Linked DNA regions of Mus musculus: all the other regions are linked to region 3. The links are chromatin contacts, called in public Hi-C and HiChIP or PLAC-seq maps. All regions are on one chromosome and are shown on one strand. Each heading gives the region's core, a stretch centred on a gene start, on an enhancer-like site or on the middle of the called end of the contact. The rest is flanking DNA. Distances are from core to core; before and after follow the strand shown.

Evidence for each region. A called contact is a pair of places that touch in the nucleus more often than the background predicts. HiChIP or PLAC-seq counts read pairs in DNA pulled down with a chosen protein or histone mark.
Region 1: a contact with region 3 is called in an H3K4me3 HiChIP or PLAC-seq map of embryonic basal ganglia, with 5 times the contacts expected there. The contact joins the enhancer-like site here to the promoter of Sf3a3 in region 3. A contact is called at or near these places in 3 of 39 promoter capture datasets (cranial neural crest, embryonic stem cells and liver), 10 of 115 datasets of contacts at active chromatin or transcription factors (craniofacial prominence, embryonic basal ganglia, embryonic forebrain and 6 more) and 1 of 9 other capture datasets (embryonic stem cells).
Region 2: a contact with region 3 is called in an H3K4me3 HiChIP or PLAC-seq map of craniofacial prominence, with 4 times the contacts expected there. The contact joins the enhancer-like site here to the promoter of Sf3a3 in region 3. A contact is called at or near these places in 3 of 39 promoter capture datasets (cranial neural crest, embryonic stem cells and liver) and 13 of 115 datasets of contacts at active chromatin or transcription factors (bone marrow-derived dendritic cells, craniofacial prominence, embryonic basal ganglia and 9 more).
Region 4: a Hi-C map of cortical neurons shows a contact between it and region 3, with 2.1 times the contacts expected there. The contact joins the enhancer-like site here to the promoter of Sf3a3 in region 3. A contact is called at or near these places in 9 of 39 promoter capture datasets (3T3-L1-derived adipocytes, the SN4741 cell line, cranial neural crest and 6 more), 2 of 15 datasets of contacts at CTCF or cohesin (the NIH/3T3 cell line and large pre-B cells), 6 of 484 Hi-C or Micro-C datasets (the G1E-ER4 cell line, cortical neurons, nephron progenitors and 1 more), 27 of 115 datasets of contacts at active chromatin or transcription factors (the NIH/3T3 cell line, SST interneurons, T-cell acute lymphoblastic leukemia and 21 more) and 1 of 9 other capture datasets (pancreatic islet).

Annotation. Positions count from the first base shown.
Region 1 is chr4:123,987,132-123,993,960 of GRCm38.p6, reverse strand. No RefSeq gene overlaps it. Among named protein-coding and RNA genes, the nearest start is that of Gm40241, 63 kb to the left of the region's middle. Within about 2 kb of position 3,065, at least 49 of the 459 cell types and tissues checked have an H3K27ac peak or open chromatin away from gene starts, as enhancers often do. A contact at or near this core is called in craniofacial prominence, embryonic basal ganglia and liver, where this site is marked.
Region 2 is chr4:123,968,653-123,975,475 of GRCm38.p6, reverse strand. No RefSeq gene overlaps it. Among named protein-coding and RNA genes, the nearest start is that of Rragc, 55 kb to the right of the region's middle. Within about 2 kb of position 2,920, at least 23 of the 459 cell types and tissues checked have an H3K27ac peak or open chromatin away from gene starts, as enhancers often do. A contact at or near this core is called in craniofacial prominence, embryonic stem cells and liver, where this site is marked.
Region 3 is chr4:124,711,559-124,718,433 of GRCm38.p6, reverse strand. It overlaps Sf3a3 (splicing factor 3a, subunit 3), which reads right to left and starts at 3,573. Exons shown (of 17, transcript NM_029157.3): 1 at 3,444-3,573; 2 at 3,118-3,165; 3 at 2,730-2,782; 4 at 2,519-2,624; 5 at 1,911-1,983; 6 at 15-106. The coding sequence starts at 3,539.
Region 4 is chr4:123,941,430-123,947,572 of GRCm38.p6, reverse strand. No RefSeq gene overlaps it. Among named protein-coding and RNA genes, the nearest start is that of Rragc, 27 kb to the right of the region's middle. Within about 2 kb of position 1,327, at least 14 of the 459 cell types and tissues checked have an H3K27ac peak or open chromatin away from gene starts, as enhancers often do. A contact at or near this core is called in cortical neurons and pancreatic cancer cells, where this site is marked.

The DNA of each region.
Region 1 (6,829 bases), core at 1,816-4,315, 720 kb after region 3:
CAAATACCTAATACCTGATGGATACATGGATGAAGATGCTTTGGAGACTAGAGAATATAGTAAATGTCTATAGTAGTAAAAAAAAAAAAAAAAAAAAAAAAAAAAACAGTTTCTTTTTCTATTAGCCTTTCTTTTTCTTTTATTTGAAACAGAATCTAGCCCAGGATAGTCTCAAACTCCTTAAGGTATCTGAGGCTGGCCTTGAACTCCTGATCCTCCTGCTTCCCCCTCCCAAGCGCTGGGATTTATAGACACAAACCATCAGGTCCAACATAAAGGTATTTTTCATAAGACTAGTTTGTTTGTTTGTTTGTTTGTTGAATGAACTTGCCATTTAGCTAATAACTTGCTACAAAGCCACTCATCCTCAGACCAGACAGGGCGAACCTTCCGTTGCATCTTAGCACCTTTTAGAGACCTCCACAGGAATTCTATCAGTCTCAGGGTCTGGCTCTTGGCTGCCTTCTTTTGTTTTCTTTTTCCTCTTGCCCTCCCTCAGTGAGCCCTCCCTCCCCACCCCCCCCACCCCCGCTGAGCCTTTCCTCTCTCAAGGTTTGTCTCCTTACACTAGGGCACCCCACCTCCTTCTCCATCCCTGCCTTTTACAGAAATCTAGCTATTTCCCTGACTTCCACTCGAGGTCTGACGAAATGAAAACGTGGGGCACTTTACTCAGCTCTTACTACAGACATCAAGACGGCCGAGCATCCAAGGAAGCCTGGAGCCATTCTGAGAGCACCGTATAGCTGGCCTTGAGTATAGACACTCCCAGTTCTATAAATCCAGACTTTAACTCATCTTTCTAGTCACTCCACTAGTGACACACAACTCTGTCACTGATGTCCACACCACTCCCCTCCCACAGTTGTTCTCCTGACCCAGGCCAAAGCCATACTTACAACGTCGTCCTAGGCATACAATGTTTCCTGTCTCAGTCCCGCTACAACCCAGTCACTCCCCACCCAGCAGCCACAGGGATCTTCCTTAATGGGCAAACGCTGAAATCCTAGGTCTCTTTGTGATAAGTAAGGCTGAAGAGATGGACCCCTTCTTCTCCAGCGTTACCCCTGCACTTTATGTAGGTCCTTACCACCCACTATTCCTGAGGCTTTTTCCGGTACCTCACCAGTTCCTCACTTTCCATGACCCCACGAGTCCCATGGATGCTTCCCCTGAGAGTTCCCTTGGCCTCTGCTCTTCCCTATTCCTCAGGAGCTTGGCTTCCTTCCATAGATGGTCCAGTTCCTCGGGAGAGAGAAAGCTGCCAAAAGCATGGCTCTGCTCCCTCCTGTGTTCCTGTGATTGGCTTGCCCTGCTCAGGTTACAGCGGCCGAAGGCTGGGGCCGGTTCTAAGAAGGAAAATGGCCGTGGTAACCTCAGCCAGTGGGTCCAAACCCAACAAGCTCCGTCCCCTTACCCTCTTCAAAGTCTGTCTAGAAGAGGCGTGCGCGATGCCAGGCAGACAACTCAGACATGTACTTAATGTGCTCTTGTGTGACCCGACAATTGGGTCATTCCAGGGCATCATGGTTCAGCCATCGGAGAGGGTGGGCTGGGTCATTCCAGAAGCAAACATTTGTATTCCCCATGACTTCATTTTCTGGTATCCCAATCACTTAAAAACTGAAAAAAGAAAAAAAAAAAAAAAAAAAAAAAAAAGAACAGGATGTCTCTTCTTTGCCCGAATACCTAATTATCAAGAATACTGAAACTGTTTATATCATTTTAGGGGAATAAGATAAGAAAAGATCTTAAGAGGAAACATGACCCATACTTTAAGAGATGGACATCATATGCGGGAAAGCATTGCGAATGAGATCAATATCAACAGGGTTCACTGTATTTTAAACAGCGGGATTCAAGTGGGCTTTTACTCATAACGCAATGAACAGCCCCTTGCATTATGCTGTGACATCAGGGAGAAAGAGAGACAGAGGAACAAGCGGTGGCCAGATGCTTATGTGGGGTCCAAAATGCAGCCAAACTAAAATGGACTTTTCCAGAAAACCAAACAAATTAGACGCAGGAACCATCCGTCTACTGAAAACCCCTGTGCTCCTGCTTTCCAATTTATAATGGGGCTGGAAGGTGTCTCTCTCCCCAGTTCCACATGAGCTACTTGACTCTAACCTTGAACTTAGAATGGAAAATCCGGAAGGAGCAGGGACAGGGTCTTTGGTCTGGATGGGGCTGTAACCCTCACTTGAAATTATCTACCTAGCTAACACCAGATTTTGACCATAAATCCACAAGGTAGTAAACAGATTGCCCTGGGAACATTGGATTTAGTATCCTCCCAGAATTCCCACTATCTGAAAATGTAAATATCACTTAAGGAGTGATTGTTACAAGTTATGTCACTGAAAGCCAGTCTCAGAGACACACTTATTTCTCCCGGGGTTGGTGATGGTGGCGGTTGGGGGAGGGGGTGCTTTCGGAGTTTAGTTTGTAGTCTGAGCTCAAGCTTGCCCCACGGTGCTCAGCACCATTTTGCAGGGCTTCTGGTTAAACATTCCATTTTGATTAGAATGGAAAGACTCGGCACATCTGAACACCCCCAACCCCCGAAGCTCCTGCCACCTCTCCTGGATCCATGCAGAGAACAAGAGGAAGTCTGGAGTCCTAGGAAGTAGCCTGCCATGTACGTGGATATTTCTAATTTACGGGTAGAAAACTCTCCAGTTAAAAAACAGGCTAGCTAGTAATCTATTTAAAACCGCGGCTGACATGATAAATGAAACAGAATAAATGTATACAGCGAGTGAGCCTCGGCGGGAACACGGGGAGTGTGGGGGGGACCGGAGCGCTTCTGCTGACAGCGACTTTCCATCAGTGGCCTGTCTCTCTTGGAGGCAGCTGTCAATCACAGGCCAGCCCGCGCTCCCGGGGGAGTTCATTGTGCCCGCAGACAGTTGTGGAATAACTGCTCCTAGGCGTCGGAGCAGCAGATGGAGTGTATCTGTCAATCATTGTCACTAATTATTAACTTCTGTCACTCAGAGCAAGGCAACATCTCGGCGCCTGATCCGCTGTGATTTGATCTGCCACGCCACCTCGGAGACAGACGGAGCAACCCTTCATTCCGGTCACACTCGCAGCACTTTGCTGGGTCAGCCGCTGTGACTCAGTGCTGCGCCCCAGACCGGGCTGGCGCACGTGGCTGTGCACACGCGCCCTGCCTTCCAGGAGGCGCAGCCACCGCGAGAGGCCTCCCGGGGCCCAGGCCAGGGGCGCCGGTGCCTACTCATTAATTATTAAAGGAGGGCGGTTTTATCTTGTCCGCTGGCAGAATCGAGGCCAGAGTAGAAGAAAAAGACCAATTTGGAGGGTTTTCTTCTCTTTGCTCCACCCGGGGACCAGTGATTATCACTCAAGTTCACATTGATTATATTCCTATGATCTCTTCTCAACCTTGTGATTTGGGAGCTAGAGATGTCAGCCTGAATAATTAATTAAGGCATCTCTGTAGCTGGCTTTGCAAACAGGAGCTGTAACCTGAGTGGGTATTTGCTATGGGTTAGAGTGGGGGAGGGGGACACTCAGAGAGCGTTTTCAGGACAAAATTTGGAGAGGGGGCTCAGGGGTCTTTAAAGCCCAGCTTCTCCCCTCTTTCCTCTCCCACCCCACAAGAGGACACGGCTCTGATCCCTTAAAGAAGATCTCTCACCTGTGAAAATAAGAGCATCGCCTTCCAGGCTGAGCAGACCAGGGCCTCATGGATGCTGCACCAATTGCCCTCTGCAAGTGGGGATGGGAAGATGGGTGAATTAGCCCGGTTAGTCACCTACTCAGCTTCTGAGCTCCTGGGCACCCTAGTATATACCACTTTCCCTCTCTGGCCCAGTATCTCTGCTTATGCCCAAAACTAGAATTACAGAAACTCCCTCAAGTACTAGGGGTAGAGTCCTTACACAGAACGATCAAAGCTTCAACTCTCCCCAACATCATATACACTAGGTGTGGTGGTGCACACCTGCAATCCCAGCAGTAGGAGGCAGAGTCAAGAGGGTGTGCTGTTCAAGGTCAACCCTCAATACATAGTGAGTTCAAGGCCAACCTGAGATATGAGACCTTGTCTCAAAAAAAAAAAAAAAAAAAAAAAATCCAGAACTTCCTTCAATGGAGGCTCCTTGCCTGGATCGTGCAGTTCCCATTTCCATTTCCTTTGCAGACCTTCTCTTCATGGAAGGAACTAGAAGGATGTCCAGGCAGAGCTTGATTCACTACTAAGCCAAACTCCAAAGCCAGAAATCAGAGTCTGACTGCTTTAGAAAGCACAGCCTGCTGCTTGTGACACCTGACAGGGATGCTCAAGGCCACCCAAGACCGGGTCCCCACCAGACTGACTGCTCCAGTTGGAACACATAACCGCAAATGTGGTAGTAGAAGCATCCGGTGTGGTCACAGGTGTGTGCAAGGCCGGGCAGGCTTAGTTCAGTCATGGGATTGCAGCATGGCAGGCTGAGGCTGGCTTGTTTCTGTAAGGTGATCCCGGAGAGCTGCTGTGTCTCCCCATCATCTCTCTTTCTCTACTTCAGCTCTCGTAATTTCTCCAGTGTGTCAGCTTCATGGCAGTCACATACCCCAGGTGACAGCCAGAGCTTCCAGGCAAGGCGAGAGGAGACAAGAGAGAGAATGTGCAAGATGCCTGATGCTTCATGTTCTGACCTCCAGAGTCAGGCAGCCTTGTTTCCTGCAGTGTTTCTTGGTCAGAGCAGTGACAGTCGTCCATCCAGGCTCAGGGCAGAGGGTTAGCCTCCCATCGTAAGAGCAGGAGTCATATACCTGTTGGTGCAGCTGTCTTTGGAAGCCATGACACCTTCCTAGGATGCTCTCCTAGAATCTGGAAGCCAGGCTGATACCTTCTCTAGGGAGGCTGTAGGATTCCAGCTTTGGAGAGGATGAGAAACCCAGGGGCTCAGGTGCACATCACACATCTGGAGCCCTGAGCAGGGGGAGCCTTGTGGATACAGAGTTGCTACCATGCTCAGCCTCTGTGGCAGAATGGGATCAATCACAGCTAATCCCTCTCCTGGCCGTGTATTGAGCCCACTGATGGCTTAGGGACAGTGATGCCCTCCACGTCCTAGAATATGTTACCGTCTTCCTACAGGCCTGACTCATTCTCTTCCCTGAATCCGGAATATCCCCTGCCCCTCTCATGGATTCTTGCTAACTCCACGGAAGCTTTAGGTCTCAGTTCCCTTGCTACTTTGCTGAGTCCTTCCCTGACTAACTCCCTCCGTGTGACAAAGCTTCCAGTTGCCACTGTCCAGGATTTCTCTCATAGCCCCTCCCATGAGCATAACTAAAGAACTATCTTAAATGTCCCTGGGATTTTATTTTTTGAGACAGAGTCTGCTGAACCTGGCTGACTTTCAATCTTTTATGTAGGTGCGTTGTGACCTTGAACTCCTAATCCTCCTTCCTCATCCTTCCCGGTGTGGAGATTACAGTTGTAAATCACCACACCCAGTTTGTGTATGCTGGGGACAGCTGGGACTTTGTGCAAGCTGCCCAGTCCCTCCACCAACTAATGCACACCTCCAGCCCAAAGGGGTTGTTTTTGTGAGATACAGGCAACATAACAGTAATAGAGACAACTGCCTTGGAAAAAAATTGACTCCTTACAGGTCCCAGGAGATAGGGTACCCCAGCCACACAGGGCCACATGGTGAAGCACAGGTTCAGTTGAGAGGAAGAAGGTAGGGGGAAAAGTAGAGGCCAGACGCTTTATTCTGGTCTCATAGGGGGGGCGGGGGGGGGGGAGAAAGGCAAGTCACAATTAAGCAAATTTAGGATTGGGGAATTTGAATAGTTACCACTGGTTCTGAATCGTAGGGTGGAGTTCGTTTGCCCAGTCCTGGTCACAGGTAGACTTAGGACAAGGCCCTCTACTCACTTTGTGTTTGGGAGTTGGGTAAATGAGGTCATAGAGAAAGGAGATAAGGAATGGTCAGTTTATGCATAAAAGGTATATTCTCCAGGAATCAGCTAGCCTGGAGGACTGAAGTCTCTCCAGCATTGGCAAGTCTCCCAACGTGGCAATACCTCCTATGATACAGGAAGCAGAAAGTGGAGGAGCTGGGGAAATGGCTCAGTCTGTAAAGTGCTGCTTACTATGCAAGCACGAGGCCCTGGGTTCAAACCGCAGAACCCGTGTGAAAAAGTCTGCACTAATAATGCCAGCACTGAGACAGGGCAGGCAGAGAGATGGCTCTCCAGACGGTCAGCCAGTCTAGCCTAATCATTAAGTCTCCGGCAGTGGATAGCACTTGAGGAATGATACCCAAAACTGGCCTCTGGTACCTTCCAACACAAGTATACACACACACACACATGTCATACACACACATTCACATACCATACACACACATCATACACACACACATACAGACATCATACAGACACATTCATACATGCAAACACACTCACACACACATCATACACACACACATGTCATACACATTCACACATTCACACACACATCATACACACACATGTCATACACACACATTCACACATCATACACACACATCATACACATACTCATACATACAGACATCATATAAACACACTCACACATGCACATACACTCATACATACAGACATCATACAAGCACATTCACACATGCACATACACACACACACATCATACACACACATCATACACACACATTCACACATCATACACACACATCATATACACACTCACACATACAGACATCATACACACACACTCACACATGCACACGCACTCACACATACACATCACACACACACACACACACATGAATGTACACACATACACAGCCAGAGAGAAGTACAA
Region 2 (6,823 bases), core at 1,671-4,170, 740 kb after region 3:
TACCTTGCAACTCAAGCAATCCTCCTGCCTCAACTTCTTTGAGTCTTCTTAGTCAAGAACATAATATGATTTCCCAGAAAACGTCATAGTGTATGTACTTAATATGTCCCTTACATTTCTCATTTTCTCACAGTCAAGGCCAAAGAACTTGTTCTGGCCAGGGAAATGTGACATGTGACACTTTGAAATGGAGGCAGTGACAAGTGAGTCTCTAAATTCTGCTCCTGTGGGGCTCATGCTCTCAAACCCAAGGCCTTACGGGCCCTACACAAGCACTCTGCTGCTGAGCTGGGCTCTAACTGCATGGTGAGCCCCATTAAAGCACCAGCTAAACACTTCTCCGAAGGCAAGTACTAGGTAGTAAGTTTATGTGCAAAGATAGCATGCAGGGCAGGGCAGAGCACAGCAACACACATGGTGTCTCAGAACTCTGGACGGTGGGCAGAGGGAACAGAAGTTCAAGGTCGTCCTTAGCTACATAGTGAATTTGAGGCCAGCATGGCCTCCATAATGAGTTCCAGGCCAGCCAAGATTACATAGTGAGGCCTGTCTCCAAAACCCAAACGTAATAGATAGATAGATAGATAGATAGATAGATAGATAGATAGATAGATGCATACGTACATTGATATGATAGATACATACATAGATATGATACATAACACATATATACATATATAAATAGATACATACATTGATATGATACATACACACATACATAGATATGATAGGTAGATGGATAGATCACAAAACATTAACAATTTTAATAATTTGCTATGGAAACATGAATTAATGGAGCAGCCAATGGAGGGAACAGAGAATCTAGAGAGACACAAATTGCAGAGATTTTAGTAGAGGTTTGGCTGTCAGAAACAAAGAGGATGGTTTTGATGGCTTGACCATGTTGTCATCTAGCTAGCCAGCCCACAAAGACTGGCTTCCTTCTTCACATTTTATTAATCATGTGGTACTGGGGTGGGACCCAGGGCCTTCTGCGTGCTAGGCAAGCAACTCTACCAATAGGTTCATTCCAGCCCTCTACCTGTCTTCTTACATATCTACATTTTGGATAGATGGAAGATTTAAACACTAAAAATAAATCCATGGGCTGGGAAGGTGGCTCGGTGGATAAAACACCCACTGCACACGTGTAATGATCAGAAATGTCAGACAGATGTGACTGCCTGCCTCACTGAATAAGGTTGGAGAGCCTTGGAGTATGGTCTTCCCCACCAACCCTGGGCTTCCACACCCAGGCACAGCCTCGTAGGTACACTTCTCACGTGCAAAAAAATGTATACACACAAGTGCACAGCACATGCGTGCATATACACGCATACACATACACACAGAGAGAGACAGACAGAGACAAAGAAAAATAATAAATTCATGAAATAAAACAGAAAACATAATTTGAAATTCAGAGAACAGTATGATCTTCCCTGTATGTTCCTGAGGCATATATAGATATAAATCCCAGGAATTGTTTTAGAAATTAGCAAATGTAATTACACAGACAAATGGAAAATTTCTTCCTCACAAAATAAAAATGAGTCAATGTATCCTTGATTTTGTTATTTTTACTTTGGAACTTTTAAATGTCTTAATAAAAAATATATATATAGAATTGACTCTAAAAGACAACAAGAAAAAGGATTGCATATATACATATAATTATGTGATGCACACACATATGCCAGTAGAGAACGGTCTCCACATATATTATTAATTGGTGAAAGCAGGACAGCATCGAGGCCAGTTTCTGAGCACTCGTGCGTGCTACAGAATCATACAGAACTCCAACCCTTGGAGGCCTGCCTTTAAACCCAAAGTATACGCATTCAAAGTGGCATGGAACACATACAAAATGCCTTGAAAGATGCAGGAGTAAATTTGCGGAGGAAACGGAACATCCCTGTCCAATCGGGCCCACTATCACTTACCTTGTATAGTGATGGTTTCTGTTCTCTAAATCTTAGATCAAAATCATTGGGTTAGAACCACCTGCATGAGACCTGCAGAATCCCACGGACACAAAAGACAGGCGAGCTTGCATGGGGAATAAGGAGTTTGCCTAGACATGGAAATAACTTACTATCAAAGACCTGAGTGGCACATTTTGCAGGACCGGAGCAGGGGAGGGGGCAGGGGAGATGAATCTTGACTTTCCTGGTTGCCAGCTGTGTTAACTCAAACACAGTCATGCGCTCCTGTTTCTTCACTGCTCTAGAAAGAAATTGTTCCGCTTGCCTTCTAGAGCCTCTCCTGGGGGTTGAATGAGACAATACAAGTAAGGTGCTTAGTTAAAGGGCATGTGTGTAGCAAACATTTAATTAGTAGTCGTTGGAGAGAAGTTAAATTAATTATTTCGCCGTGGTATTGTGGAATATTATGTGGCATTTGGAAAGAATTAGACAGGGCTGTGCCTGCTCATATAGAAAGTGCTCCAGGCACATTCCTCCATGAAAACGAAGCAAATGAGAGACCAGCCTGTATACCAGGAGTGCAATTGGGAAAGGAGAGATTGAGGGAAAAAAATCGTTATGCGCATTCAGATATATGCAAGGTCGCATGCCAGTCTGAGTGCAGGGTTAGCTCTGGGGTTTCGGAAGGAGGTGGGGCTGGAAAAAAAGCAGTTGGTTCATCCCTCTGTGCGCCACCGCACCATGTGAACTTTTTAGTCTAGCATCGATCACTTTTTCAATCTAACAGAGAAGTACATCCCCTCCCCCCGCCCAGCCCCCTCCAACTGTAATGGGAATTGGGGCTCCGGGGCGGCAAGGAGCCCGCTGAGCCCCGCGCTATCAGCTCCGCCATCAGCCGCCATGCGCCCCGCTGCTCACGGCCGGGGCCCAGGCAGTGATGATGAGGCACCGCGCCGTGACAGTGGCCGGAGCTGTGTCGCATTAGCATTGTGCAAGCCCTCTGTATTGGTTCTTTTGTGCTCATTTTCCAGCCAGAGAAACCTGGCGCCGCCCTGGCCGCACCCTGAGCCACCAGGCCACCAAAGCACAGGGCTGCAGACTAGGCCGCTGCACCCCTGGGACCCTGAGGTCCCCAGCCTCCTCCTGCCCAGCCCGTGCTGCTTCGGACTTGGAGAGATGAGAAGGGACAAAAAGTTACCCCCTGGACCTGCCCATGGCCACCTGCCCATGGCCATCTGGGAGGGAAGCACTCGGTGCCTTACGGCACCAGACCAGACCCCACTTCCCCACCCAACAGGCCTTGGTCCACAGCTTTCACAGTTTCACAGTTGAGGCTAAGACTACATGTCACACAGGATTCAACTCCCTAGTGTCCAGCTACTTACCTTACTCTTCCTCCCCCCCCCCCCCCCAGGGATTCATATGTCCAAGGAAATAGGACACACAAGGGTCTTGGACTTAGCGGGGGTCGGGGGGGGTGTCTTGACATTCCAGAAGATACTCCGGAGGAGGGAGCAACAGAGAGCAGCTATGGTGACCCCCTAAGGTAGGCCCAAGAGAGCCCTTGGCTCTAGGAAAGTTTCTGGACAGTTCCAACAGAGAGGCCAGAAAAAGAGTGGCCTTTACCGAAACAGCTAAGTTGCCCAGAGAGTCCAGCATGTTCTGTCTGCTGCCTCGATATCAAAGCGAGTGGCAGTTTCTATCCACCATCCGCGCTCCTCACCAACTCTGACAGGCAGGTTGTCCTGCTCATGCCATTAACTCGTTACCTGGGAAGGGGCATGGTGAGGAGGGGGACAAATCAGGCTATAGTGCTCAAGGGCGTGGTGAGCCAGGACAGGCACACAGATGAAGACTGTTCCAAGACTCCAGAAATATAAGCCATTGTACTGACCACCAGCTGATTGGCAACAGTGCCAAGAGAATCCCGTGGGGCTAATCTCAGCAAATGGTGAGACGTCCAAAATCTCCTCTGTACACCATTTCACGTGGAATTAACCCAAGAACCTGGGAGCCACCAAGTGGGAGAGTAGTCATTTGTCTAGCATGCTCAAGGCTCCCAGCACCATGAGGAAAAAAATCAAAAACCTCAAAACGGACCATAGCCCTAATGGAAGAGGAGGAAGAAAAAGAGGGATAGACAAATCAAAGCCAAAAGCCTTGGAAGATGGTCTGGAGAAATGGCTCAGCAGGTAAGAGCCTGTGCTGTTCTTTCGGAGGATTTTAGTTCTCTTCCCAGAATCCACCTCAATAGCTCATATCCTCCTGGAACTCCAACTCCACAGGACCTTGCGCCCTCTTCTGGCATAGATGGGCACTGCACCCACATGCACAGGCACACATATTTACATTAATTTTTAAGAAAAGGTCTTTTTAAAATAGCTTAGAAAACATGAGACCTGCTTTAAACAAGACAAAAATAAAAATTAAAAACCATTTCACTACAAAACACTGAAAAGGAAACCCCAACGTCTTAATTACTTTTTTATTGCTGTGATAAAACACTATCACCAAGGAAACTTACAAAAAGAAAACATGGAACCGGGCTTATGGTTTCAGAGGGTTAGAGTCTATGATAGCAGAGAGAAGGCATTGTGGCAGGAACACCTGAGAGCTCACATCTGATCCACAAGTACAAAGCAAGAGAGAGAGAGACACTAAGAATAGTGTGGTCTTTTGAAACATTGAAGTCCAACCCTAGTGACACACCTCCTCCAACAAGGCCACACCTCCTAATCCTTCCTAAACAGTTCAACCGACTGAGGGCCAAGTATTCAAACATACCAGCCTATGGGGGCCGTCTTCATTCAAACCACCATACCTCCAAATGATTGTTTTAATTATAAATAAATAATGTGTCTAATAAGGGATTTCCAGCCAGAATACAGAACATATAAAGAACTATTACTACTCAGTAATAAAAAGATGAACCACTAATTAAAAATTAAAAAGACTCCATCCAAAAGCACAGGAGACAAAACCATAGACAAGCAAGAATCACAATCAAAGTAAAAACTTTAGCACAGCAAAGAGACAAGGTAAGAAAGGAGAGCAGATAGTTGCTATCTGTGCATAACTCTTAAAAACTCGGCAATAGCAACAAGGGCTGGGGATGTGGCTCAGTTGTAGCGGTGCCTTCCTGGCATGCTGAAGCCCCGGGTTTGATCTACACTACATACACTAGGCATAGACCCCACCTGTAATCCCAGCACTTGGAAAGCAGAGGAAAGGGGAGCAGAAGTTCAAAGTCACCCTCAGCTATGTAGCAAGTGGGGGGCCAGACCAAGACAGATAAGATTCCGACTCAACAAAACAAATAAACAAACAAAATCCCACAACTCAACTTTAAATTGAGCAGTAAGCCGGGCAGTGATGGCGCGCATCTTCAATCCCAGCATTTGGGGAACAGAGACAGGCAGACCTCAGTGAGTCTGAGGCCAGCTTGATCTACAGAGTGAGTTCCAGAGCAGCCAAGGCTACACAGAGAAACCCTGTCTCAAGAAGATAATAATTATAATGATGATAACAATAAATCCAAGGAGACATTTTTTAGGGGTGTAGAAATGGCCCATGGTATACAAAACAAAATATATTCAACATGACTAAACGTTATCAAACAAATGCAGATCAAAGGAATAGTATATCACCTAATTCCAGCAAGAATGGCTGTTACCAGAAGACAAGAACAACAAAAATAGCACATGCTGGTGAAGATGTGGAGGAAGAGAAACCCTTACACGCTGTGCTTACATAAGACCGCACAACTGTTATAGAAAACAGTACAGAGAATTCTTAAAGACCTGAAAAATGCAACTAGCACATGACCCATCAACTTCACCACGGGACACAGGTCCAGAGGAGATGAAGTTGGTGTGTCGGTGGTACAACTTCACTCCCAAGGTCACTGCAGCCCGGATTCTCAGCAACAAGGAAATGGAAACAATGGAGCTGTCTGTCAGCTGATTAGAACAGGGACAAATCTGTGAAGGAGTACGACTAAGCCATTAAAAAAAAAAAAAAAAAAAAAAAACAACCCAAGAGTTTGGAGGCTGGAGAGATGGCTCAGAGGTTAAGAGCATTGACGGCTCTTCCAGAAGTCCTGAGTTCAATTCCCAGCAACCACATGGTGGTTCTAGTGGTATCTTATTCTGGTGTGTCTAAAGATAGCTATAGTGTGTACACACACACAAACTAAATGAAATTAAGAGAGAGAGAGAGAGAGAGAGAGAGGGAGAGAGAGAGAGAGAGAGAGAGAGAGAGAGAGAGAGAGAGAGAGAGAGAGCTTGTCATTTGTCCCAGCATGGGTGACGCTTAAGTGAAAGACGCCAGAAAGACATGTACCAAGTGCTAACTGGGGAAGAAGGGCTGGGGAGAGGTTGGCTCGTCAGTACTAAGCTGCTCTCCAGAAGAGAGTCAGAGGTTCTGGTGCCATTGCACTGCACGTGACCACAGACAGCTATTATGTACCATGTGTCACGAAGAGGTAGAATAAAGGCATTTTTGGATGTTGACACATATCCAGCCTTTAACATGTGACATGATGTTGCCACCTAAAAAGTCACCCTTGAGAAGACACAATTGAGGGACAGAGGAAAAGTTACAAACAAAATCTCACAACCTGTTCAGTCTATAGTCTTGTGCTTGGTTCATTCCAACGCCTCCTGGGCACACACAGTCTGCAGGAAGGATACGCCTCCGGTGAATGTTTGAGGACATTGATTTGTTTAACTTGATTGCACAATGGGTAAAGGTACTGAAACACTGTGTGGCAGTACTCTATTAATATGTCAAATTCTAGTGATTTTTTTTTTACATATCAATTGAAAATATTTTAACCAAGGGAGTAGTATAAATAGCTATTTTAGAAAAGATACACAAATGGCTGATAAACACATAAA
Region 3 (6,875 bases), core at 2,324-4,823:
TCTCCAGGCCTTACCTCAGATGCCTTCAGGTTAATGTATTTGAGGTAGCAGTCATGGAGATCAAGGTAGCGACCATATCCCTCTTCATCTGTGAACTCCACCAAGTCTGAAGGAATCACACATGTCAATGATTCAGATGTTATAGGCTACTTTCTTGAACTTGCTCTTTCAAATGCACTATCTTTTAGAAGTTCTACGAGGTAGCCCGTCACTTAATGTCCTCTCTGCTCTCATCAAATGACAGAGGTAGGTTTTCACTTTAAGCTTAGAGAACACAAAGAAGCATTTTGTGCAAGATCATCAGGGTGTCAATATAGTGTAGGAACCCAGCTACCAATTCCTGAGGTCCTAGAAGGTGGGGATTACAGAGGGTTTCAGGTAGTTTACATTGGCCGCAGACTCATCTGCCTGCTTCTACCTACGTGCTGGGAATACAGGCATGTGTCATCGAAAAAACAGAGTTCAGGGCCAGTATGAAATACATAGTATGTCCCTGACCAAAAAAAAAAAAAGAAAAGAAAAGCCAGCTAGATCATTCTCAGGCCTGAGGTCATACCCCAAAACCCAGGTAAAAGTAGGAGAGAACTAATTTCATAAAGTTGTCCCTGACACACATGCCCCTACGCATACGCCTTTGTATGCACACCACACATACACAATTAAACAAACAAACTAATAAACAGACTAACCAGGATTATTAGCACATATCTCTGTGAGTCTGAGGCCAGCCTGGTCCAAACAGGTTTCAAGATAGCCAGTACTACATGGAGAGATCCCTTTTTTTCTTTCTTTCTTTTTAAAAAAAGATTTACTTATCTTTATATGAGCATACTGTAGCCACCATGTGGTTGCTGGGAATTGAACTCAGGACCTCTGGAAGAGCAGTCAGTGCTCTTAACCACTGAGCCAACTCTCCAGCCCTGAGATCCCATCTTTTAGAAAGAAAGAAAGAAAGAACGAAAGAACAAAAGAAAAGAAGAGAAGAGAAGAGAAGAGGAGAGGAAAAGGAAAGGAAAAGGAAAGAAAAAAAAAAGAAAAGAAAAGAAAAGAAAAGAAAAGAAGAGAGAAAGCAAACTGGGCAGTGGTACACACTTTTAACGCCTTTAATTCTTGCACTAGAGAGGCAGAGGCAGGCCATCTCTGAATTCGAGGCCAACCTGATCTATAGAGTGAGTTCCAGGGCTATACAGAGACACCTTGTCACATCAAAACAAACAACAAAACAAAAAAATGGGGCTGGAGAGATAGCTCAATGGTTAGGAGCAATGAGTGGCCTTCATTAGGACCTGGGATCAATTCTTAGCACCCACATGGCAGTTCACAACTGTCTGTAACTCCACTCAGAGATCTGACATCCTCAAACACAGATACATGTAGGCAAAACACCAATGCAGATACAAATAAACAAATTAAAAAAAAAAAAAAAGATGTTAACTCACCATACAATTAAAAAAATAAAAGGTCTGGCATTTATTTAACTCAGAGAACTACTGAGAGCTGAGATTAAATGTATACTCCACCACAATCAGCCTTTATTTATTTGTTTTTAGAGACACGACGTTCTAGGACCTAGAGAAGTGGCTCAGCATTTAGAAATACTGGCTGCTCTTGCACAGCACCTGAGTTTGAGTCCCAGTCCCTACACGGTAGCTCAAAACCATTTGTAACTCCAGTCGGAGTGGATCCAATTCCCTCTCCTGGCTTCCTGAGGCCATCACACACACACACACACACACACACACACACACACACACACGGTATACAAACATATATGCAGGCAAATTACCCACACAGACAAAATAAAAACAGATTGAAAAACAAAACAAAACAAAAAAAACCAAGCCATAGGTCCTAGCTCTATAGCTGAGAATGGCCTGAAGCCCCAGGAAGAAACAGTAACCATTACTTACTTTGTGCCTCTTCACTTGGATTCTCTCGAGCCTTCAGCAGCTCCTCAAATTCCACTGACATTGGCACACAGATCTGAGGGAAGGAGAAGAGTTCAGGTGGGCCTGGCGATGTCTCAGGCACACACAGGCCTGGGCTTCTAAGACTTGCTTTGGCTTTGACCTTGAGTGTACAGAGCTGCCTACTTAGTGTTCTCCACTTCCCTTGCTGCATAGCCGGGCAGACATTGATTGGCACAAAACACAGCATGCTAAGGAAGGGCTCCTTTGGAGGAGGCAGTCCAAGAGATATTTTACGAAAAAGCTGGCATTGGACATGAATCCTGAAGGGGTAACGACCTCTGCAAGTGAACAGAGCACCACTGTGTTGGTAGATTTCAGGGCAGAGCTAGGTGCACAGTATATTGAGTAGGAGACATTCTTGTGAAGCAGCCCTAGTGCTTCACCGTGTTCTCTTACTGCAGAGGGATGCCAAGAGGATGTCACTTAACATGCAGTGAAGTGGCACGTTCTTTCTTGGAGTGACATCTACATGGCATAGCTCCATTTCCTTTGCATCTTTCCCTTTTGTTAACGGCCAGGTCTAAGGACACTAAGTTGGGAGGCCTTACCTCATTTGGGTGCTTCCGATGGAATTCCTTTATCTGCTTGAGTCTGTTATAGAATTCAGCGAACTCGTTGGGTCCTGAGATAGCATTGAGCTCCTCCTTCCGCAGTCTGCAAGATATCAACAAACCCGAAGAGCATAAAGCACACAGCCCATGGTCTCACCAGGGCTCCTCAAAAGCACTAATTGTTAGAAGGGATGTGACCGTCACTTACCCGTCCTTATCATCATACAAATCCCTCAGGTTCCCACTGACCTCCATGTACCTCTGAAACAGAAGCGCAAAGCCATCAGAATGAAGCAAATTTGTACCACAGGGCTAAGTAAACAAGAAAGGATGTCTTGGCAAAACCCAAGGAAAACTCATGAGATACATGGTCTTCAAAGTTCCACCACTTTTAAGAGACAGCTTGATCCCGAGGTGGTTGCATACACTTTTAATCCCAGCACTTGGGAGGCAGAGATAGGACATCTGATTAGGTACCCTAGAGGGGCTTGTCTAAGAACTCAGGGGTAGAAATCACGCAGGGCCACTCAACCTTCCCAGCCTGCACTTTTCCCGCCCAGCCCGACCCCAGGGGAAGCGGACGGCGGCGCACTCACATCTTGCATGGCCCGAGTGCGGTGATCGGAATTGATCTGGTCCCGAAGCTGCAGAAAGGCAAACGGTAACACATACGTTGTTACTTTGAGTTTAGCAGTTGGAAAGAGCACCCGAGGGGTGATGCGCTTATTGGTTTAGGTCCCAGGGGCTGAAGCAGGAAGATTGAGGGGCCCTCGGAGGACGTTAACGAGGCCAGAGTGCCGAGCCAGCTTAGGAGGAGGGTGAGGATGGGGCGCAGAGAAGCTCCGAGGCCAAATACAGCGCGAGGGCTCGGCAAAGGACCCAGGCCCGCCTCCTGATGCGGCCCGGACCACGGCTCACTCACCGTGGACTTCTTCGTAAGCATCTCTTTGGCCATAACATCCATAAGCCGTTCCTTCTCCTCATGATAGCGCCGTTGCTGCTCTAAAATTGTCTCCATTTTCCCTTGGCCACGGCGTTTCAAGGCGGACCACTAACACTGCCGGAAACACCGCCTGCCGCCTTTCAGCCAGCGTCTCAGCGCGCAGCATCCGGCTGCACCAAAGTTCCGCGTGTCCCGGAAGTGTCTTGGGGGACTCAAGAAAAAAGGAACACCACGAAGAGAGCAAGCGGGTGCTATCCGCGACCGTGGCTACGCTTCCCCCTGCTGGCTGGGGGTCTGAAGGAGCGCTGCCTCCGCGTTGAAAGCTGGCTGTCTCTAAGAAGCCTGCAAGAATCCTGTAGGCTGAGGTTGAGAGACAGCTGGCTTGCCCGGGGCTTGCTGCAGAAAGCTGGGCCGGCAGGGACACACTAGCAGGAACGGATAAGTTGAAGGATACAGAACGGAAAGGGGAACTGGAAGCAGCAGTAGTTTTCAGTGTGTGACCTCTGGTGATGTTTTCCCCTTGTCTGGACTTTAGTGTGTTTGTCAGTAAAGTGGAGATGGTGGTGGGTTTGTTCTTAATAAAACTCATACATATTTGAACACAACCTTTGTTTATTGGCAGAGGAGTCTTTAAGAAAAACGTGGTACACTCAAGCAATGATATGCTTGCTGTTCAGCACAGGTTAACTTCTGATTCTCTGTAATTCTTTTTTTTTTAAAAGATTTATTTATTTATTATATGTAAAGTACACTGTAGCTGTCTTCAGACACACCAGAAGAGGGCATCGGATCTCATTACGGGTGGTTGTGAGCCACCATGTGGTTGCTGGGATTTGAACTTCCGACCTTCAGAAGAGCAGTCGGGTGCTCTTACCCACTGAGCCATCTCACCAGCCCCAATTCCATGTAATTCTTTATTTTTCTGCTTTTCGCCTACCACTTGCTGGAATTACAGGTATGAGCCACCACACCTAGCCACTGTATGGCTTAGAAAATGAAATCTAGACTGCCTTTCCTTAAAAGAGGAGGAAGAGGAAGAAGCAGAGGCAGAAGAGGCAGAAGGTGGAGGCAAACAGATCTTTGTGAGTTCTAGGCCAGTTTGGTCTACATAGTGAGTTCCAGGACAGCCAGGGCTGCATAGAGATCCAGTCTCATGAAACCAAACCAAACGAAACATAAACAAACAAACAAACAAACAAACAGAGTAGGGGCAGAGAGTGAATCAGTATAGAGAGCTGGGATTACAAGTGTGTGACAGTGCATGCACCAGGAAAGAGGCATCGGCGCAATGCAAAGTGGCTCACACCCGTGATCCTAGCGCTTAGGAGATGGAGGCAAGAGGAGAACAAGTTCAAGTTCAGCCTGAGCTATGTGATAAGACTCTATCTCAAAACAACAAACAAACAAAACACATACAAACATACACATACACACATACATATATACATACACATACAATACATACACACACATTCACACACACATACACACACATACATATATACACACACATGCACACATACATATACACATATATACACACACACATATATATATACACACACATACACACACATACATATATACACACACATATTCACACACACATTCACACACACATATACACACATACACACACATACATATATACACACACACATATATACACACACATTCACACAAACATACATACACATACACTTACACACACACACACACACACACACACACTCCAAGGCACTGGGTTTCAGCATCAACACAAGGGACTCTGGCCAGGTGGTCGTGGTGCACGCCTTTAATCCCAGCAGTGAGTTCCAGGACAGCCAGGGATATACAGAGAAACCCTGTCTCAAAAAACCAAAAAACAAAAAAGAAAAGAAAAAAGAAAAGGGACTCTACTCCATTCCTACTCTAGGCAGAGAAGGGAAAACACCGACCCTGTGTTCCTGTTATTCACAATTCACAAAATCTCTATATAACCCAAGGGCCCATTAGTTGGGACTGGAGAGCTGGCTCAGCAGTGAGGAGCGTTTGCTGCTCTTCCAGAGGATCTGAATCCAGTTCCCAGCATGCAAGTCGGTGGCTCACAGCCACTTGTATCTCCAGATCCAAGGGATGAACAGCCCCGCCCTCACCCCACGCTGCTCACGCTATCCACTTTTACATACATACACACCCAATGCATGGGTGAATGGATAACCATGTTGTCAGACAATACTGTTCAGCAGTGAGGGAATGCTATACGGACCCATGAGAGCATCATACTCCATAAAGAAGGAAGGGACTGGTGTAATGGCTTAGTGGCTAAGAATATCTGGTTCTCAGCACTCACATGTCACCTTACCATGATCCATGACTCCAGTTCCTGGGGACCTGATGCCTTCTTCTGACCTCCATAGGAACCAAGCATCACATGGTGCACATCCATATACACAGGTAAAACAGTCACACACATAAACATAAGTCTTTAAGAAAAACAAAATAGGGCTGGAGAGATGGCTCAGCAGGTAAGAGCACTTGACAGCTCTTCCAAAGGCCCTAAGTTCAAATCCCAGCAACCACATGGTGGCTCACAACCATCCATAATGAGATCTGATGCCCTCCTCTGGTGTGTCTGAAGACAGCTACAGTGTACTTACATATAATAAATAAATAAATCTTAAAAAAAAATAACTCGGGCTGGTGAGATGGCTCAGTGGGTAAGAGCACCCGACTGCTCTTCCGAAGGTCCAAAGTTCAAATCCCAGCAACCACATGGTGGCTCACAACCATCCGTAATGAGATCTAACGCCCTCTTCTGGAGTGTCTGAAGACAGCTACAGTGTACTTACATAGAATAAAAATAAATAAATCTTAAAAAAAAATAATAACTCTTGCCGGGCGTGGTGGCGCACGCCTTTAATCCCAGCACTCGGGAGGCAGAGGCAGGCGGATTTCTGAGTTCGAGGCCAGCCTGGTCTACAAAGTGAGTGCCAGGACAGCCAGGGCTACACAGAGAAACCCTGTCTTGAAAAACAAAAAAAAAACCAAAAACCAAAAAAAAAAAAAAAACTCTTACCCTATTACACTCTTGCCTCTTGCCCCCTTACTCCCAATTCCCTTCCCCCCTCTCTCCACATGGCCATGGCCCGCCCCCATTTCTCTGCTCTCTCCTTCTATCTGCCTTTCTCTGCCTCTGCTACCCTCTTAACTCCCCTCCCTTAAATAAACTCTATTCTATACTAAAAAAAAAAAAGAAAAAAGAAAAGCAAAATAAAGATTGCATAAAATATTTAAAATGAAAGAGAGAAGGCATGAGGTGGACATGACTGTCCACTTGAGTGACTGAGACAAGAAGGTAAGTGTGAGACCAGCCAGACCAGCACATAGAGACTCCATCACGAAGGATCAAAACCAACAATCAAAAAGTGG
Region 4 (6,143 bases), core at 78-2,577, 770 kb after region 3:
CCTCAGTGCTAAATGACAAGTCACACAGCAGCAGCTTTGTTTATCTGGAGGAGGATGGGTCTTGTATCACTATATCTTAGCCACCTCAAGAGATGGGGAAGTCTAAGGTAGGGTCACATCACTAGGACAACGACCAAATGAGCTCAGCACAGCCCAGGCACAGGCCGCCAGGCACTGATGACCAGGCTCCAAGCCAGAACCGAAAGGGTGACCGTCACAGAGGGACAGGCAAGGGCACACAAAGGCAGGGCAGTGTGACACTTCAGAGAGTACAGATGATAAACTCTGCCCCCTGCTGAGCTGAAGGCCTTAGTCTGATGCGTGTAAAAGAAATAAACATCTCTTCATTTTCTCTTCTATTTTTATAGTCTTTTTACAAAATGAATATATGTATATTGTTAATTATAAAAGGGATACATATTCATTTACTCTAGAAAAACTGGAAGATGCTGTTAATATGGTCCTTAAAAAAAAAACCAAAAGTTATAAAGCTTTTCAGATCTATGTTATTTTTAAAAAAAGTAGAAGAATCGATCTATTTAAGAACATCCTAAAATTGGTTGCTGAAGCTTGTCTGAAGGATCCTGTTCTGTGTTCTCCTCAGCAGAGTCTTGTCCTTTGAAAATGTGCCCATGTGATAAAGGGTCAGGAAAGCTCATTATTTTAATTAGCGTTTCTTCCATCACTAGTGAGTTTACGGTTCTTTGTATTTTTGGCCTCTTCTACTTTATCCATGCGTATCACATACTAATACCCTTCCCTGTTTTATTTTTGGAGTGTAATTCTTACTGATTTGTGAAAGTGTATAAAAATATTAACTTTGTCTATTATGCACAGCAAACATTCCCCCCCAGTTTCCCCTGTTTTGTTTATAGCATATCCTGACAGAAAGAAGCTTTCATTCTTACATAAACACAAACACACAATCAACACAGTTCTTCTATCGCCTCTCCCAGCTTGCCTCCCCTATCCCTCTTGGTAGGTTGGCAAGCCTGTGCAACTTAGCATCAGAAGATCCACACTCTCTCGCCAGCTGAGTGATTCAGGGGAAGTCACGTCACTTCCCCAGAGTCTCTGCCTTTCCCCACTGCATCCTAACTTTCCTCACGATGAAATTCAATCAACACCGTAGCATATACATATTGCTCACTGATACATCTCCAGAGCCCTGCAACCGGTAGGCACTCCATAAATACGTGATGGAGGTGTGAATAAGTATCTGGCTTTACCCCAGGCCACAGCAGAGCCCAGAAATCATGGGTCCCCAGCAGTCTTCCACCAATCAGGAGCCACCTCTGGCGATATTGCTCACAGTGGTGTCATCGCTTCCAAGCTCAGGAGAGCGAAGTCTACACTGAAAGCAGACTGGGAACCCGACTCTGAGGTCAGCACAGAGGGGAGCCAGTGGTCAGGTCCTGCCTTCTGCCTAGCGATAAGCCTTCTAGGAGGCCATTAAACACACAGCACCAGAGCACAAGCCGTGACAGTTGAAGGAGACACTATCACCTCCTCCAAGGCTCTCAGAACTCTGGGGATATGGAAACAGAAAGAATCTAAGAGCCAGAGGAAGGAGAGGCACGTTGGAGACTGTAGACATCTGAGCATGGTATAACTCTGCACTGCTGTTAACACCTGCACACAGTTCCAGTGATGCTCTGTCGTGGAGAGGTGTGAGCTCATGAAGGTCCACCCTCCCTGAGGACTTATCAGCAGTTATAAGCTTCCTACAGGAGGGAAAGATACTTTCTTCAGTGATGTAGTCACTGGTAAGGTGCACACACACACACACACACACACACACACACACACACACACACCATAAAGTAAAAAGGAGTCTGGTTGGGAAGGGGGAGGGGAACCAGTAGGGAATGGAAAGAGAGAAAACGGTGAAATATGATCAAAATACATCACACATATGTATGAAAATGTTGTAATGAAATCCCTTATTACCTGTAAGTAACTAGGTTGTTTTAAAAAAACAAACAACAACAAAAAGGCATCAACACTATCAACAGAGGAGGCGAGCCAGGCATGGTGCACACTTGTAATCCTAGCATCTGGGGGGCTGAGGCAGGAAGAGTTGCAGGTCCAAGTGAACATGAGCTGCCTAATAGGAACTAGGGAAATGACCCAGTGGGTAAGGCGCTTGCTTTGCAAGCGTGAGGATCTGAGTTTGGGTTCACAGCGCTCATGTAAAGGTCCAGATGTGGTAAAAGTCCAGATGTGGTAGCTCGCACCTGTAATGTCAGCACCAGGGAAAATGAGACAGGCAGATGCCGATGGTGCCATCCAGATAGTTTAGCTCGGCTGTTCTCAACCTGTGGGTTGTGTCCTTTTGGAGGACAAAAGAGCCTTTCACAAGGGCCACCCAAGACCATCAGGAAACACAGTATTTATATTACCACTCATAAAGTAGCAAAATTACAGTTATGAAGCAGCAATGAGAATAATGTTATGGCCCTGTGTCACCACAACATGAGGAAGTACATTAAAGGGTCGGGTCGCATCCGTAGGAAGGGAGGCTGAGAAGCACTGGTCTAGCTGACTCAGTGGGCTTCAGGCTCAGGGAGAGTTCATCTCAAACAGTGAGGGGAAAGAGAGTAAAGGGTGCCCTGCACAAACATGGGGTAGGAGAGTGGGGGAGGGGCATTGAGGGAGGGGGTAGGAGACTTACTGAGAAGAGAAATCAAGAAGGGAAAAGCAGAGTTTAAAGGCTCACTAGGACCTGAGCAAACAGACAAAGGCCCCCAAACCTCCAGAGAGGAAGAGGCTGTCAGCCACGTAGAGGTAGAAACCAACGGCAGGGCCTTGCTTTGGTTCCTAAGACTTAATGCTCTGCTCGCTCGACCACGGGACAGTTGGTCTTAGATTCACGACTTCCTTAGCCCAGACTATTGTGCTTGTTTGATGTCACTTGTGCCAAGTGCTAATGTATCGGTTTCCAGAGAAGCCCTCTGTTTATAGATTTTACATAGATGGGAGCAGACTTGGAAACCTCAAGGGGCGGGGGGGGGGGGGGGGAGTAAAATTCTGAATGTGCACCCAGATCTAGTCCAGAGACGCTTCCTGAATGGCCTGTGATTGCACTTAGAGCTGGCTCTTCGTGCTTCTGACCACAGGAGAGCACAGGTAGGCCCAGTCTAGCTGGTCCAGAGGATGGTGTGCTCAAGGTGAGGGGCTTTCGGAAGTCCTGTGCCCCATCTCCTGACTCCTATGCTCATGTGGAGAACCCCGTGAACTAGGAGTCTACCTTAAAAAACATTTCCCTGACTTCAGACTTCAAATTCTATGATCTGAGAAACTGGTTCGAGACTAGGAGTTATGTTGTTGGAATTTTTTTTTTAACGACATAAAAAGTAGATCTTTCCAGTTTATGTCCTTGCAAAATAATGATAATAACAACAACAACTTGAGGCAACAAGGTCTGTATACTCTAGGTTGTCCATGAACTCATACCCCACCCCCACCTCTCCCTCCTAAGTACCTGTGTTATAGGCAGGCACAATTTTGCCGAGTTCTCGGCCATGATAATTTCCTTTACCTCTAACTACCTGCCTGAGTTCCTAACCCAGGAGCATGGCCCATACAGGGGACAGGGTGCAGATGTGTCTGTCAGGAAAAGACCAGCTGCTGTAACAAAGTCTTCAATCTCACACCAGAGAAATCGGCCCTGCATACCTGAGCATTCAGGATAAGGGTTTGGGATGAGCCTTCCACAGGAGATCCAGATATCTAGGGTCTTTCTACGTGGAGACTGAAGTTTAGGCATTTTGTGCTCATCTGTAATACTCTAGGCAGAGGGATCGGCCCTGGGAGGACTCAGGGCTGAGCCTTGAAGCCTTCTGCGGCTGCGTTGCTTCACCCCTGCTAGGTGGCTAGAAGTTGCACATCAACCCCCAATTACAAGAGAGGTTGAGACCATCCTTGGTGACCACGAAGACAGAACTCATCTGTCGACCAGGAACTGGGCCCTGGGTGACGCAGCTCCCTCAAAGAGTTCTAAGATGCAGCCGGGCGTGGTGGCGCACGCCTTTAATCCCAGCACTCGGGAGGCAGAGGCAGGCGGATTTCTGAGTTCGAGGCCAGCCTGGTCTACAAAGTGAGCTCCAGGACAGCCAGGGCTATACAGAGAAACCCTGTCTCGAAAAACCAAAAAACCCAAAAAAAAAAAAAAAAAAAAAAAAAAAAGAGTTCTAAGATGCACTGTTCTGGGTCCGCACGTAGCCCTTCTACCACCAAGAAGGTAGAGCTTTGCTCTGGCATTAGAGAGATGAGACTTCACATCCTGTCTCTACCAATACAATTAGCAACATGGAAAAAAGAAAAGCAACAGCTAGCAATATGAAGCTGGTTGGGGTGGCACCTGCCAGTTATCTCAGCACTAAGGGGGATACATGAGATCATGTGTAAACACACAGACACACAGACAGACACACACATACAGACACACACACACGGAAATATATTCTTAAAAATTCCCTTCTCTAGGTGCCTTAGCCCTCTCATCTGTAGTTAGACCTTAACAAGTTTCAACTGGATGGAGTAGAGAAGGGGTGTGAGTTGAACTCTCTACAGTATTTCTTATAATAATAAAAATAGTGTGGCTGTCATTGGAACCTAGTGTGGGTTTTTCCCTCACCTTGAAACAAGATATTACTATGTAACCCCAGCTGCCCCGGAATTCATTGTGTAGACCAGGCTGGCCTTGAACTCAGAGATCCACCTGTCTCTGCCTCCCTCCTGGTGAGGTTGCAGATGTACACCACCATGTCCAGTTTCATATGATGCTAAGAGCAGAATCCAGGGCCTCATACACACTAGGCCAGCGCTCTACCAATTCAGCTATTTCTCCTCCCCGACTCTGTAATTGTTAATAAAGAAAGGAGTGATGGGGCCAGACGTGGGGAGGGGCCAGATGTGGGGAGGGGCCAGACGGGGGGGGGGTGGAAGTCTGGGGGGAGAATAACTCATGATCTAATGATGTATTGGAAGAGAAGAGTCAGAGACCTCCCGAGGTGTCAAGCAGCCCAGGTCTCCAGCTGGAAGGACTTTTAAGGTCTCTAGTATCCGGGGCAAATTAAGGGCTGTGTTTGTTCTCACACCCCACCCAGGTTGGTACCCTGAACCTTGCTGGCAAACATTCCTTCCCAGCCATCTGATTTCCCTCTCTATCTGCCGAGAGCATCCTAGTACCATATCAGCTATACTTCAGCCAATTGAGCACAGTCCTCCCTAAGCCCACCCTACACATGCCCTGCCTCTTGCTCAGTCCAACAGCCCACCCTTGATTCTAGCCTCCTCCCCATCCCTCTGGTTGTCAGAGGACATTTCTAGCCCAAGCCCCACCTGACTTCCTTTTTGCCAAACAGCCTTTCTCAGTTATCCCATTTCTCCCAAGAGGCTACCAGGGGGGCAGATAGTAGGGATACAGAGTCCAGGAGCTCATTGGTCTTAAACATTGACCCAGAAAGGGCAACAGTGGAGCACAAAAACAGCTTCTGTGCATGGAAATTACAAACAGCTCCATTTCCAAACTCAAGACAGGTATTAGGCAAAGGGCTGGTAGAGCTCTGGGCTGTTTCTCTGTCTCCCAAAGCGCCGGGACAGGGTCTTTTCGGGAACAAAAGTCTCTATACAGAACATCCCAGCACTGAGTTTTGGAATAATATAGGTTTCATCTGCTCAGATAAATTAACATCTCTTCTGAGGTGACCCATTACCTGGAATGCAAAGTGTGCATGCCAACTTGGATGGAGACAGGAGAGGACACTGAAGGAGACGAATGCAACTTATCTGAACCGCATGTGCCCCAGCCTGGTTTTGAAAGAAATGCACAGAGACGGAGAGATGGCTCAACAGTTAAGAGCACTTACTGCTCTTGCAGAGGACCAAAGTTTAGTTTCCCAGCACCCAAATGGTACCTCTCAGCCATCTATCTAACTCGTTCCGGGGGCTCCGACACCTCTCCTGACCTCCTCAGACTCATGAACATATGTGATATACATGCACACACTCAGATACATACACAAAATACATTGATAACTGTAAAATAAATGAACAGAAAAAGAACATTGCAGAATACTAATATTCTGTCTTTATAGGTCACACTTCTATTATATAGGGTGTTATAAGAAACTGAATCA